Regions from separate parts of the Arachis hypogaea genome. Here region 2 is linked to region 1. Evidence: chromatin contacts called from public Hi-C data. All regions are on one chromosome and are shown on one strand. Each heading gives the region's core, a stretch centred on a gene start, on an enhancer-like site or on the middle of the called end of the contact. The rest is flanking DNA. Distances are from core to core; before and after follow the strand shown.

Region 1 (5,163 bases), core at 30-2,529:
CCAAGCAAAGGATAATTCTTAGTTTTTCTTTTTACCTCTTGATTGAAAAACTATAGATCTTTATTCTCTGAAAACCTTAACAATTAACAAATGAAACTTGATTGAATTGGGTTAAGCATAAATGCTTTAAAAAAAAAAAAAAAAAAAACTACCAGAAAAACATCTCTTTTTCTCATCTACTCCCAGGACTGCAACTCTTCCCATTCATTACTTGCATCTTAGATTCTTACCAACTCAATTCAATCCAAAGAATTAAAAATGGCACAATACATGAAAACAGATTGTGAAAAAAACAGCATAAACAAGCGCACAGTGCAAACTTTAAAGGTTCACCTCTAGAATGTTGGTACAAACGGTGCCAGCAATGGCCTTCGCAGCAGAAAGGTTCTCTCCTGCAATGATGGTCAAGTTCGTAATTATTGGCTTCGAGTTGAAAGTGAGCTCAGCTAGCGCGGCCTTGTACTGAGATACAAGCTCCTGGTGCGGTGGCGGTTGCGGGTGGTACCTGTCGCTGCTTTCGGAGTCCCTGTCGCTGTTAGTTCGGAACCTCGCGGTGGCGGAAGTCAACGGTGTAACCGCAGAGGACGGCGGTTGCCGCGGCTGAGAAAACGGTCGGGAAATGGGGTTGGAACTGCTGTCGAGCTCGTCGATCAATCGGGGCTTCTTGGCGCCCGGCTCTCTCGATCTATCGAACGATCTACGCGTGCTCTCCATGTTCATGTATTAATTAAAAAAAATACGTATATATATGAAACGAATGTAAAAACCCTAATGTAGTTTCAATTAAGCGAGGAGCTTGCGGGAACAAGATTCAATTGATTTACCGAACGAAATAGCGTCCGGTAATTGGTTCCCGCGCAGATTTTATTGCCAGGTGGAGAAAAAGAATGAAAAACAGAAGAAAACTGAAAGAGGGAAAAGACAAAATCTACCGGGGGGATTGGGTTAAACCCTAATCTCCAAATCCAGACAAAAAGGAGGGATAAAAAGAAGGGGGTTGAACGTTATATGAAGGACGCGATTAGCATCAAGAGTGAAGAAACTCATCGGTAGTAACTCCAGGTTAGTGAACTGAACTATCAGTGTGACCTTTCCTCAATCTCAATTCGAACTGTTTCTTTCTTTCTTCTTTTTTTTTTCTTTTTTCCTTCCTTCTTTTTTTCACTTTCTTTCGTTGATCAGAGTATTGATTTAGTCATTCAATTCAATTCAGATGCTCCCCTTTTTTTATACATAGTAGATCTGATCTCAGACATTCTTGAAATTATAATTCCGACATTAATTGAATATTTGCCATAAGAGATTTTTTTTTATACTATCTCTGTTTGTTAATAAATTTATGAGTAAATAACTATTTTTTATCATAAAAAATTTAGATATTGATAAAATTGATCACAAACTATTAAATTAATATTATACTAATAAAAAATAAATTTTATTTGACAAAAATATTTAAATGTTAGATTTTTATTGACTCACTAAAAAAAATATATATTTAATTTTTCAAATGTTCCTTCTATTTTTAACCACTTAAACATTTAACTAAATTACATTAACTATAATAAAAGATAAGCATTTGTTTTAAAATAAAAATAAGCACATCAAAATCAGAGTAACAAATATTGAAGAATCAAGTAGATTAAGGGTTTGTTTAAGTGAACTTTTAAAAAAAAAATTGAATTATCTTTTTTAAAAGATTTTATAAAAAAATAAAAGTAATTTTATGTTTTAATATCTTATGCAAAAAGATTTTTTTAATTTATCAATTATGTTTGGGTATAATAATATAAAAATATTTTTTTGTTTATTTATTATGTGAAAAAATATTTTTTTAAAGAAAAAGATCTTTTAAAAAGATATAAATTGTACCTTCTCAAAAAAAAATATTTTTTATTTTTCTAGTGCTTTTATTTTTATTACTAAAAATTTACCAAACACGCTAAAAAATAAAAAAATCTTCTTTATTGAAAAAAGATCATTTTTATTAATCTAATGGCGCCCAAACAAACACTAAAAGAAATTTTTAAAAACAAAAAATTGAACCAGCATTAATAATTGAGCACCAAATATGGTATTATAATTACCTAATTCTTCTCTGAAAGAATAAAGGAAGAAGAAAGTGAATAAAAAGATGAGATAACTATCAAATTAGTATTGGAAAAATTTAAACGTTGACAAAATAATACTTAAAAGACATTATTAACAAAAAGATCCCTAAATAATTTTAGAATCCGACAAAAATAACTAAACGTTAACTATCTCCGTTTCTGTTAACGAAAAATGCTGAGGTAATAAATTTCAATGATAAAATGGAAAACTCACAAAGCTATATAATTATGAGGTACTTTTATTTATTATTAAAATTTAATATTTAGAAAAACTAAAATCTCTAAATAAAAAAATTCCTAAATCATTAACCCTAACATTTAGATAAACTCATCGTGCTGCAAAATCTATATCTCATAGCTTCTTCTTCTCCCCTTCACATATGATGGCGGTGGCGCAATAGAGTTCCAGGAGAAATGGTAGTCGTAGCAGCTATAACACCCTACCATTCATTGCCTTATAAGTCATAATTCTATTATGGTTTAGTTCTACAACTCAAGCTGTGATATAAATACTTATGTATAAAAAGGAATATTATACTAGAAGTCTGTGAAAAGATTTAAAACTTCAAGGAATAAGACAATTCGCCAATCATTCACACTTGATGGTAAACATAAGCACGTCAGAAAACATAGATAATTAAAAGCTCGAAGGAAGGATAAGAGTAAAGAGACACACACATATATATATATATATAAGTATCTACTAGTCTCAGCCCGCAAAGATTAGGCCGGCTAGAGTTACAACAGTAAAATAGTTTGATAGACACGACTTATCTCTCCAAATTACATCAAAAGCCTCTAAAGGCAAGTTCTTAGAACAAGCTCATAATATAAATTTTTCAAAAAGAAGGAGAGAGTCTAAAATCAAAGTGGAATACAACAACAACAACAACAACAAAGTCTTGTCCCACTAGGTGGGGTCAAAAAGCAAAGTGGAATAAAAGGTCTTTTTCGCTGTCCTTCCAGATAAACCTCCCGTTCACTGAGAAGCGTCAGGACCTGCATCTGAAAAGTAATGATTCCCAAAATAGGTGAGAACATCATCCCTTACGGGATTCTCAACAGGGTTCAAGCCAAGGGTTCTTTCTAATCCGAACAAGGTAAATAAACTAAGTCTCAAATATATTAGTAACCTCTCAATCTCAGTTCTTCCTAATACAAGCCATCATCTCTCTCATTATCATAGTTTTTGAATTTCAATAATTCAATATCAAAACTTAGTTTCAATGTTATCAATTTATTCTCACTTTTTCCTCAAACTTCAATCACCACATCTCATCAGAAACAACGCTCAGCATTACCACCACCAGCATAAAGGATCTCAAAAGGCAAGCCAAATACAAAATACACACCCAAATAATACACTCAAATACAAATTATGTATGCATGTCCTAATAAGAATAAGCAACAAAGTCCTAAAACTAACAAAAACTAACAAACAAACAAAAAGAAAATATTTACAATAACCAATAATAAGGCACACGTTTGTAATTTTCCGGCAACGGCGCCAAAAATTGATGGGGGAAAGATCGTCGGAAAAGATTTTCACTAAAATAGTAACGTTGCAAGTATAGTTCTAAAGCGACAATTCAACCCCAATCAAATTTAATATGTTTGTTACTAAAACAAACCCAATAAAATTAACCGAAGTATTAAACCTCGAGTCGTCTCTCAAGGAATTGCAGGGAAGTGTATTTATAATTGGTTATGAAAAAAAGTATATTTTTGGGTTTTTTTAAAATAAGGAACAAGAAAATATAAATTGCAAGAAGAATAAACTAATAATTAAGTAAGCTTTTAGCAAGAAAAGAGAATTAGAAGTCCTATTCTAATTATCATTATCAATTGTGATGGTAATTGCCTTTTTACTTTCACTTAGTTGACCTCTAACAATGAAGGTAAGTCAAGTGAGAAAAATCAACTTAGGTTCACAAGTCCTAATCAAAGACTAGATTTAGTGAAGTCTAAGATAACTAGCAAGTCTCAATTACCAAACAACAAAAGACTTTTGATAACTCAAGAGTCTCTAAATAATCAATCCAAGTTAAGAACATAAAAATCTAAATTAAAATCCTCCCAAGCATTTTATCAAACACTTGGAAGGCAAAAAATAAAAACATGGAAAACTAACAAGGGAATATGAAATCAAAGACCAATAATTGCAAGGAATCAATAATAACAAATGGAGAGAGAAGTAAAAAACATGAAATACCTCAAATTGCATTAAAAAGGAAATTGAACTAACATGGAGAATTCATAAACTAAATTGGAAAAATAGAGAAATCAACAAGAGGGATAGATGAACTAAAGTACTAGAATAAATAAAAGTAGAAGAAAAACTAAATTAAAGCATAATAGAAATCTGAAATTCAGAAAGACTAAACCTATAAACCTAAAACCCAGAGAGAGGAGAGAGCCTCTCTCTCTAGAAAACTACATCTAAACCCTAACTAATGTCAATGAATGTTGAATGATAAGTGACAGCCTGATTCCCCCACTCTGCAGCCTCTAATATGTGTTTTTGGGCTTGGAACTGGGCCAAACAGAGCCCAGAAATCGCTCTAGTGAGTACTGATATCTGCAACACGTGACGCTTTATCGCACGTGACACTTTGTCACGTGTAGTATCACGTGTACGCGTCTCTTGACAAAATCCTGGTCATGCATACGCGTCGCTCCACGCGTACATGTCGCTCATCTTCTACGCCAATCACGCGTACGCGTCGTCCACGCGTGCGCCTTGCTGCCAGCTTCTCAAAACTTCATTTTCTTGTGTTCCTTCCACTTTCACATGCTTCTTTCCATCCTCTAAGTCATTCTTGCCCCTAGAAACCCTGAAAACACTCAGGAAACATATCACAACATCGAATGGTAATAAGAGGGGATTAAAATTAGCAAATTTAAGGCCAAAAAAGCATGTTTTCAATCAAAACACAAAATTAGGAAGGAAAATGTAAAACATGCAAATTCAATGAATAAGTGTGAGAATAATGTGTAAAATCTACTAATTTAAGTACAAGATAAACCCTAAAAATGGGGTTTATCAATTTTCCCA
Region 2 (4,751 bases), core at 777-3,276, 870 kb after region 1:
CTTATTTATGTCATCAACTATGCTACTTTACTTTTCATCAACACTCACATTAAATTTTCAGTATATGAAAATCCCAAAATCATACAATAACATCACACACGAAAGTCATACGATATATAAAATATTGAAAGTCATACAATAACTCGAGTGAGAAATTTGGCTGGAGCTCTATTGGGTGGTCGCACCTGCACTTGCACTACCACGTTGACGACATCTACTACGGTTATGGCCCTCGGCCTCGCATTGCTTACATCGCCTAGGACCACGCAACATCCGAGTATCCATCTCATTCAAGAAACGGGTCATCCTTGGCCGACCTTTGGATACCCATCTGAGGAATGGATTACCTACAAATCGAGGTCCATGATAAACAAGCGATGTTGTGGGATTCCCTAGTGGCCTAAACCCAGCCCTATAAACTCGTCGAACTTGGTCCATCTTGTAGACATCATGTACATACAGTTGCCAATCCAGCCGCTGGTTTGCACAACAAGCAAACACTTGTCAACACAGAAGCCGGTCAACTTAGAATTCACCACAGTCACACCGTTGTCGACGGAGGTCCACTACATACTCCACACTACTGGGTTTGATCGGACGATATGAAATAGGAACAATAAGTATTTTGTTAATTTTTCGGAGTTTGACCGGTTTTAACCGGTTCACTTTGGATTTTTCGAATTGAACTGGCAGGTCTGGTTTGGTTCACCGGTTTTCCAGTCGAACCGGCTGATCCGGTCTAGTTTTAATAACAATGACGGAAAATACTAAATTTCTCAGCATACATGTTTACTTGATAATTAAACGTTAAACAATTACTAATTATATGCCATATTTTGCCTATTTACCGTTGTCTTAAATATTTGTCCTAAACTCAAAACCTATGCACAAATCATAGTTTAACAAATATTAATTTAAAATGATGGCGTACCTGCATTTACATATTGAGGAAACTCTGGTGCATGCATAGCCTCCAAATCCAACGATCGCATGAAACTCGGCTCCACAAACGGCTGCTGGTTTGCTAGTGCATTTGCCACATCCGCCACATCTACCACCATAGCCTCGTCAGCTTGATCTTCGTCTACACCTAGATCAACGACCTCGTAGTTACTTTCGAACTCTTCCTCACTATTACTGTTGTAATATTCCAATTCAATATCTCGGTTTGTTGTAGATTGCTCGAACTCGATATACAGTTCAATGAACGATATTCATGACCGACTTTCAAGATACACTGAAAATATTTCTTGCATGCTTGCTTCATCGGTCACGTATTTCGTTTGGAATTGCACGAACTCACCAAAGACAAATATAGGATATCTGTACAAAATACACGACACTCTCCTAGATATTTGAGAATCCATCTTCTCACAAATCATACCTTTCAATTCTTCATAAGACAGTGTGAAAGGAATTATAATATCTAACGGATTTTCACACGCAAATTTCACTCCTTCAGATGTTTGTAACAATATTTGGCCATGATAATACACTTTTAATCTCACTCTATCATCCATGATAATGGAGATGCAGAGAAAGAGAGAGGAGAGCTTCGAAGATTTGGAGCACAAAAGAAGAAGAAGATGAAGTTGGCTGCTCAGCATTGGGTTAGGTTTAAACATATATTAAACTCAAATCGGACCATCCGACCGCTTTCATGGTCGTTCAAATTTTTTTAAACAATAAAATCGGACCGTCCGATTAGTGAACGGCCCGCGCAAAAGAAATGGCAATCCAGAAATCTTTGGTTCCAATTTCATGGCCTGCAAGATTTTTTTCAATCCTGCAAAGATATCGCTGAGTCCGATTTTCTTAGGTCAAAAAAAAAATTTGTACGTTAAGCATGAAATCGATGGATCCGATTTTCATACACTATCCTCCATAAACTACAAATCGAACGGTTCGATTTGTGTTCCCTTTCAGCTGCAATAAATCAGACCGTCTAATTACTTCCCTTCACCTGAACGCCGTCATACCAGTGTAAAACACTCTATAGTTTCATAACCTAGTATTACACCAAAGTTGGTGTCATATAAAAAAAAATTAGCCGCAACAAAAGTGTAAATAAGTAAGAAAAAGAAAAAGAAAAAAAAGCAGCGCATATGAAGATGAAAAAAATACGCACATAGTAGTTAGTTGGAACTTGGAATTAGTTAACTATTTTACTTAGTATTCTTATCAATAACATCTCTACTTTTTTTTTTTTTGGTGAGCGTCTGAATCTTTTAACTCTATTTTTCACAACAGTAGTTTTCTTAACTCTATAAATGGAAACTCTCGCACTGTGGAACTTCTTTCCCTGTGTAGTGATCATATTAATTCAACCATCATGTTTAGGCCTACTCACATGTCCCCGTTCCTACTCCTACTATTCCTCTCCCTCGCCACAGCGTTGACATGTTCCGCATCACCACAGATCCACATAGGCTTCTCCGCGTCACCACAATCCCAAACGGCGCTGTTCGAGTCCCTTTTCACCGACCCTACTGGCAATTTCTCTTTATGCTTCCTCCGCCGGAACCAAAACCACCTCGCACTCGCCGTCATCCATGTGGCATCCTCGCAGCCACTCTGGCTCGCCAACCCAACTCACTTGGCCTCATGGTCCCACACCACGCGCCTCTCCTTCAACGGCACTCTTCTCCTCTCCGACCCCAAAACAAACCTCCTCTGGTCAACCGAAACAAACGGCGGCGACACCCTTCTCTTACTTAACACCTCCAACCTTCAGATCCTAAACAAAGCCAAAGCCACTCCCATATGGCAAAGCTTCGATTTCCCCACAAATACTCTCGTTCAGGACCAGAACTTCACAACCGCCATGTCATTATCGTCGCAAAATGGTTTGTACTCGCTGCGGTTAGGCAACGACTTCATGGGGCTCTACGCTAACTACCCCGAAAATGACGCAAGTTCGTTGAGGCAGTTACTCTACTGGAAGCGCACCGCACTGGAGGCCAAAGCAGTTATAAAACAAGGACAGGGACCAATTTACGCACGTGTCAATAAAGAGGGGTATCTGGGCATGTACCAAACCAGCGCCAAGCCCATTGACGTTCAGAAGTTCGACAGCTTCCAACAAAATCCAACGGCATCGTCGTTTCTGTTCGTGCGGTTAGAACCCGATGGGAACCTCAAAGGGTATTATTGGAATTCCAACAAGTCCAGTTGGGTGCTCAACTACCAGGCCATAACGGAAACCTGCGAGCTTCCACTCCCCTGCGGTTCGTACGGTTTGTGTACTCCGGGCGGGTCTGGGTGCTCGTGTTTGGATAACCGAACCCGGTTCGAACCGGGTGTTGGATGCTTCGGTGGTAGCAACGGAAACTTGTGCTCGGAAAAGATTGGTGGAGACAGCTACTCAGTGATTCGAAGGACGGGGGTGGAGCCACCGCATAAGGAGCTGGATGGTCACGTGACGACGCCGTCTTCGGCGGAGTGTGAAGGGTTGTGCGAGAGAAACTGTAGCTGTTGGGGTGCGATGTACAACAACGTAAGCGGGTTTTGTTACATAATGGACTACCCGATTGGGACGATGACGGGTTCCGGGGAAGACTACAAGGTTGGGTATTTTAAGGTGAGGAAAAGTGAGAGTGGGAAGAATCGGGTTGGGGTTCGGGTTGGGGTGGTGGTTGGGGTTATGGTTGGGATTGTCTTTATTGGGGCTGGGGTGTGGATGATGAGAATGCGGTGGAGAAGGAAAGGGGTCAATGGGATGTTGGGCGAAGAAAACGGGTCTTCACCCGGCCCGTATAGGAATCTTGGATCCGACAGTTTTAAATCCATTGAGATGAGCGGTCAAAGATGATGATGATGATGACGAATGGGATGACGATTCTTGATTCATGTTATTGGCTTTATGAATAAAGTAGTATCCAATGAAAATGATGAGGAGGTTGGACGGTGGTGGGGGAAAGGGGTCCATCCTAACGATCATAATATAATAGGGGTATAAATCATAATGCAATATTGCAATTAATGGGATGGGGAGTTTTCATGGAGAGCACACATGAATAATTAACTGTGTGAAAGTGTGAATGTGATATGTGACCACCTCCTTTTTTAACATTGACCAAATTGGAGCAGTGGTGGTCGGTGGATTTTCGGTGAAAAATTAAGGCTAACTTGAATATTCATTTTGGAGTAGCAACGACGAGGAGTAAAAAAAGCATGGAAATATCAATCCACGTCAGGGAGTAGCTCAACTGGAATTTGTTTAATTGAGTCATCCCATAAATACAAATATGAATTCTTTTCAATGCAGCCACTTCGCTCCAATCTCCATCACGTTGAACATGCCTTGCACAGTTGCACTGTTGCCCACAGCAAAAAATAGCCTGTTTGTTTTATTTTTTAACCGGTGTCCGTCCCAGGTTATGCATCTTGTATTATCACTTTCATTCCTTGCATTGATAGCACTTAATGCTAATAAATTCTTTTTAAGTACATTATAATTTATCGCGCTCCGACGAAAGAGACCATAATATTTTAGGAGACAAAAAAAAATCAAAACAACTTAAATTTATCTTAATATTTATTAATCATTGTTATAATTTAAATAAGATAAATTTAGATTTTATTTTCTTTTTTAAACATTACCGTAAGAAAAAAACAAATAACATTTGTAGCCCTCTTTCTATCATTTTCTTTCGTGCCATGTTTCGCTCTGATTGTTATTCTTTAATTTTTTGGTGCGGCTTTTATTATTTTTTTTAATCAACACTGTTTTTAAACAGATTTTTTATATT

Evidence for each region. Hi-C and Micro-C count contacts between places; a contact is called where the count stands out from the background.
Region 2: a Hi-C map of leaf shows a contact between it and region 1, with 2.5 times the contacts expected there. The contact joins the promoter of LOC112696637 here to the promoter of LOC112696636 in region 1. A contact is called at or near these places in 2 of 8 Hi-C or Micro-C datasets (both in leaf).

Annotation. Positions count from the first base shown.
Region 1 is chr6:60,597,858-60,603,020 of arahy.Tifrunner.gnm2.J5K5, forward strand. LOC112696636 (polyadenylation and cleavage factor homolog 4) reads right to left here and starts at 1,280. Exons shown (of 7, transcript XM_072197024.1): 1 at 334-1,280.
Region 2 is chr6:61,465,500-61,470,250 of arahy.Tifrunner.gnm2.J5K5, forward strand. LOC112696637 (PAN domain-containing protein At5g03700) reads left to right here and starts at 2,027. Exons shown (of 1, transcript XM_025749464.3): 1 at 2,027-4,449. The coding sequence starts at 2,333. The coding sequence ends at 3,811.